Regions from separate parts of the Mus musculus genome. Here region 2 is linked to region 1. The links are chromatin contacts, called in public promoter capture Hi-C maps. All regions are on one chromosome and are shown on one strand. The core of a region is the stretch at or near the end of the contact, and the rest is flanking DNA. Distances in the headings are between cores, read along the strand shown. Region 1 holds the start of Cox7a2l (cytochrome c oxidase subunit 7A2 like). Region 2 holds the start of Prepl (prolyl endopeptidase-like).

What was found. Promoter capture Hi-C pulls out the DNA fragments that hold promoters and counts their contacts.
Region 2: a contact with region 1 is called in a promoter capture Hi-C map of neutrophils, with 4 times the contacts expected there. The contact joins the promoter of Prepl here to the promoter of Cox7a2l in region 1.

The regions. Positions count from the first base shown.
Region 1 is chr17:83,512,893-83,515,592 of GRCm38.p6, reverse strand. Cox7a2l (cytochrome c oxidase subunit 7A2 like) reads left to right here and starts at 1,260. Exons shown (of 3, transcript NM_009187.3): 1 at 1,260-1,389. The coding sequence starts at 1,318.
Region 2 is chr17:85,088,827-85,091,526 of GRCm38.p6, reverse strand. Prepl (prolyl endopeptidase-like) reads left to right here and starts at 1,260. Exons shown (of 15, transcript NM_001163622.1): 1 at 1,260-1,421; 2 at 2,652-2,700. Camkmt (calmodulin-lysine N-methyltransferase) reads right to left here and starts at 901. Exons shown (of 11, transcript NM_028576.3): 1 at 664-901. The coding sequence starts at 801.

The sequences.
Region 1 (2,700 bases), core at 11-2,510:
TACTATGTTAAGCTTGGCATCATCAGCTATTCATTACCAACTTACATTTAAAATATAGTATGCATAAATCTATAATGTGTGTGCAAAAACCTCTGGTTAAATGATAGGACTAAAAACTTGTTCCTGGAGGTTAGGAAGCCGGCACACTCTGTTTATGCAGTATTCGACTCAGAGTGGAAGCTTAAGTCACACTGCATGGTGCGGCAGAGTATAACCATAACCAGGAAGCTGTAACTGCGCATCATTCAAGCAGAAGGTAGAGATTTCACAAGTGTTCCCAGTCACCTCCCCTGCATACGTTTATCTCAAAGAACAGGGCCTAGGAAGAGATGAGCAACCAAATGAATGCTGACAAAATCTCACTCTCAAAAGCGCAAGATGCACACACAGGTGCTTTAAGTTTACGTCTACACAAAGCCTATAGATTCTTCCCTCTTCTTCTCCCCTCTCTCTCTTTCCTTCTCCCCTCTTTCCTTCCCTCTTCTTCCCTCTTTTCTCCCTTCCCTCTCTTTCCTTTCTTCCCTCTCTCCCCTTCCTCTTTCTTTTCTCTCCTCCTTCCCTCTTTTCTTCCCTCTTTCCTCTCTCTCCCTCACCTCTTTTTCCTCTTCCCCTCTACCCCTTCTTTCCTTTCTTCCTCTCACCATCTCCCTCCTTGATCTCTCTTCTCTTTTCTCCCCTTTCCTCTTCTCTCTCCTATCTCCTTCTCTCCCACTCTCTTTCCTTTCCTGTCACTTTTCCCGGCATTGAGACAGGATTTTGCTTACAGGCGATGCACTCACGGCTCCAAAGAGCTGTTCTTGTCATAACTGAGGTGAAATTCCTAACAACCCTTGGTACATTAAGACCCCTCAACAGATACTAATAACCCTGAAATGGGGCGGGACCTGGGCCTGACGAGACCCCACCCACGTCCTGGGCCCGCCCCCGCTCTAGGCCCCGCCCAGAACTCGCTCTGACCGACTGTGTCGCTCTCAGCCGCCCTCTTTGTCCACAGGACGCTTGCGCACCTGTCAAGGCGCCTTGGCACTGCCCACATCCAAGTGAGTGGTACAGAGAAGCCTGAGTTTTCGGGAAGCCTGAACACAGCCTCTTTCCATGTCTTTTAGAGTTTGTTTTCGTTTCTAGGTCTTGAGAAAGCGCGGTTTTTTCCCCCCGACGTTGCGTAGGAGGCTATGTTTTAAGTCAGGCGTTCTCTAGACAGTCCGCATTTTGGATTAAGGTCCTTGCGCTGAGCTTTGGGCGGGCCTAAGGGGAAGCCGGGTCCTTTTCTAGGGCGGTCGCACAGGCAGCGGCGGTGCGAAGCGGGCCTCCGCCAACATGTACTACAAGTTTAGCAGTTTCACGCAGAAGTTGGCTGGAGCTTGGGCTTCGGAAGCCTACACCCCGCAGGTACACTTTTGCCGCGTCGCCTTGGGCCGGAGAACAGCAGCCCGAGGCAGGCAGTTGCGAGGTTCGAGCCGTGAAGGGTTTCTGCCGGCCGACCGGTCCGGCTTGCTGGTGTCCCCTGGTGTCCTTAACCACGCAGGCTTGGAGCGGTCGCCGAGGTTTCTGGGTGTGTGCTGCACCCTAGGCGAGGTTTGCATGGCACTGAACTCAGGTCTGATACCTTGCGGGGGTCAAGGTGACCCCTGGGGTGGTTGCTTGTTTAAGGTGGATTTCCCGTAGAATCTGTGAAGGATTGCAGAAGGTGACATAACTGTGTTTGGGTTTCTGCTCTCTCTGGTTGAGGTGGCCTTTGTGACTTCCTCTTGTTACTGGCCCTGTCACAGCCCAGAAAGCAGCTTTACCCAGCTACCAAATGGAAGACTGGGAGGGCGGATTTGAGAAGCTCGCTCATAAGGCATGGGAATATATATATGTGTATACATACATACATACATACATACTGGGGAAAGCATCGGAAGTGACACCCAACGAGGTTTATGCTTTTGCTAGTTTTAAAGTGGCAGACGGTGACCGTTGACTACTGGGCAATCTGACATTATCCAGGTTCCAGTTAGATCCTATCAATGGCGTTCCCATCTCCAATCTCAGTGTTGTGAAAATGTGGTATTTTAGAGTTCCACTTAATACTGGGTTAGTACTGAATTTAGCAGCCTTAATCTAGTGACCTTGACTGCCCCTTCTAATTCGGGGCAGCATTAACTTGGGTTAAATGTGATGTGTCGAGTGAGCAGATTTTCTGGCAGATGGTTGGTGCTGGATAAATGCTATATATTCTCCTGAACTGAATCACTGCTCAGCATAGTTCGAGAAGCCTTGGTGGGACACGAAGCTGAAAAACCTTGAATAGTAAGTGACCTGTATGGGCTGTAAAAGAGATTGTCATTACTGCCTCTTTTCTACCCCTATGGGACACTCCATCTTAAGGGACAGTGTTTAAGTATGATTTCATTACAAGAGTAGATGTGCTTTCAGGAGAGAGGAGGCCAAGAAGGGTCGTATGGGAGGTTGAGGAGGAAAAGTCTCAAGAGTGTTTAGGTGTTCAGTGTCTAGTGCTGTGTTGTGTCTGGTAGCTGCTGAGGTTTTATGAATGTGGTGCTTAACAGACATGGCTGCTAGTAGGCTCTTTGCTGCTGGAGAGATCATAAAAAGAGAGAGAGAGAGAGACACCATCGTTCTGTTACAGAAATGTGGAAGGAAATGAGGAAAATTCACTCAAAGAACAGTCCAGTGTTAGAGGTGAGCAAGTGTGGTGTC
Region 2 (2,700 bases), core at 11-2,510, 1.6 Mb before region 1:
AAGTAAAATAACAGACTAAGGACTCATTGCCCCCCGGCCACTGTCTTAGTTACTTTCCTATTGCTGTGAGGAGTCACAATGACTAAGAAAACTTATAAACACAGCAGCCTTCACTGGAGCGGTTTGGAAGACTGAAGTATCTGGATTCGTTGCTAAACCTTGGGCAGCGAGTATCCCAATAATGACTCCAAACTTAGTTTCACGTGGCGGGAAAAGGAGCAAGCAGTAGGTTTCCCTCTCTCCCTTTACTCTCCCATATACAAAACCAGGAAACGCGTGCAGAATCCCCATCCCATTAGTGAACCTCACGGATCTCCAGAGATGTGGGACCAAAAAGTGCACCCAGGTGACCAGGCTGGGAGTTAAGAAGCAAAAAATAAAATAAGGATGGAAAGGGGGCGGGAAAGAAGAGCAGCACACGGAGAAGACAGGCGGTCCCACCCACCAGACAGGCGAGCACAAGGATTTTCTGAGTTTCTGAGAGCTCGCTCTGGCTGTCCCGCTCTCCAGCCCCGCCAGAGTCTCTCCCATTTTTGGTGGGACAGCGGGACAGCGGAGATGAAGGAGCAAGGGGGCGCTTCTCGCTTGGCTCCCGACAAACGGGCTGCCTGCTACCTGCGAGGGGAGTGGCCACAGGCAGGGCAGGCGAGCGCTCGCCCTTACCTGTCGCAGAAGCTGCCACCGGACGGCCCCCTTGGGCGCCGAGACCAGCGAGCCCTGGCTGGCACTGCCCATCGCGGGACGCTTGCCCGCCTCTGCCTCAGTCTCTGCAGCCCCAGCGGCCGCGACCTGCGACTCCATCTCCAGAGCTGACTGGACCCGGAGGTTGCGTCCGCCACGGCTCTCCCCAGTCAGGACCTGCCAACTTCTTCCCTGTCAGGACCTGTGACGCCCGGCCTCTGGCCCACAGCTCTTCCGTGCACCCTCCCCGAATTCCGCATTTCCGGTATTAGCGTCTCCTTGGCAACCAAAGCAGCGGCGTCGCTTCATTGCACCACTTTTTCTGGTGGCCATCTTAAGTGAGGGCGAGCCGGAGTGGGAGGGGACTGTGGAATAGCTGCAGACAGGGCTTTCCTCGCTGTTTTCTTTTTTTCCTCACTTTGTCTCTTGCTCGCCGGAATACCAGAAAACCGAAATACAGTTGTCTCCTAAGATGAGTGAGTTCAGGAAGAGAAAAAGCCCACCACTGGCCATAATAAAGATGGCGAAATGCGCTTCCCTATCGGTCTGGGTTGGTGTTACGTAGACCGGCGTGCTGCAAACTAGCTCTGGGCGGCGCGAGGTAGGTTGTCTTTCTTGCTGGGTGCTGGAGGCTGGCTTCGGCTGGACAAGGCTGAGGTGACTGCAGCTCCTTCTGGAGAGCTTCGGTTTCTCGTATTTGTCTTCTCTACCTTCGCTCGTCCAGCTGTCTTTCGATTTGCGTACGTATGGAAGGGTTGCTGATGGTTCCCCTTTCCTAATTCCTCTGCCCACCTTCCAGCCATTCCTCACTTCCCTGGTCCCTTTTTTGATCCCTGTCTCTTCTGTACGTTCTGACCCGTACCATTCCCTCACGTCCTGTGAATACGACGTGTTCGGGATGCACAGTTGCACCGGGAAACGAGGAGGTGCTCCGGGAGCACCCATTTGCTTACTTACCCCACCAGTCTCCCTATCCTCGCACAGGGTCTTCTCAATGCAGATGGTGGATGAATGGGTTGGAGCTATGGGGACAGACTAAGCGATTTAAAAGCATTTTTCTTCTAGGCTACTGCTCCACTGGCCCATTATTTTGCTGCGACATAAGAGATTAAGGGGGGGAGGGGGCGTCATAGCTGGTCGGATCTATGGCAAAACTGACGCAGTGTTTCTGTGCTACCAAGGAACGTGTTAGAGAAGATTTCTCTCATTTTACACTCAACAGTGTTTAGCATAGCTAAATTATCCCTATGCTAATAATATTAACGACCTTTTGTTGAATGGTTACTATGTGCCAGGTACTTGGACTAAGTTCTTAAAATAAATTGTTTGGTTTTGTTACAAAACTACAACCGCAGAGATTAAGTGCTATGGTTAATTTCTGTTCCACAAGTGAAAAAATTGAATCCAGATGCAGTTAGTGTACAAGGCCCAAGACCTAAACCTGGGTCTGTAGTTATGGAAGTTAAAATGATCTTTACCTTCCAGAAGAAACCAAAAATGACTCGACATTTTATTTGTGCATCTTACAGTTGTTTTTAATTCATTATCCTTTTATGGTGAAATCCAATTGCTCCTCTAGGAGGAGGAGCCAGTCAGTTGGGCGGTTCACTGAATCAGTGAGTTGGGGGAGTGTCTCCAGCTCCCCAGAGCCACAGTTGGGCCACCTGGACAATGACCAGCTCTAGCTCACTCATCGAGTGCACACGCAGCTTAAACTAGACAGCTAGGTGAAAACTATGTGGCGCCTCGCCTCACTCAACAACTAAGCATCCCCCTTTTATGTCATGGTTTAGGCTTTTTCTAATTTGTCTTTCACATCCCAATGATATGCCCAGAATTATGTAAGATAAAAGCCATCTTGCTTTTGAACCCCCTCTGAGTACCTGAGATTCCCATTAAGTTCATTTACTCATTTGCAAATTATTTTATTTTGTTTGTTTTCTGTTTTGTTTTGTTTTGTTTTGTTTTAGTTTGTCCATACGTTCTCCAGAGTCACTGCTGCTTAGCTTGTCCCTAGGA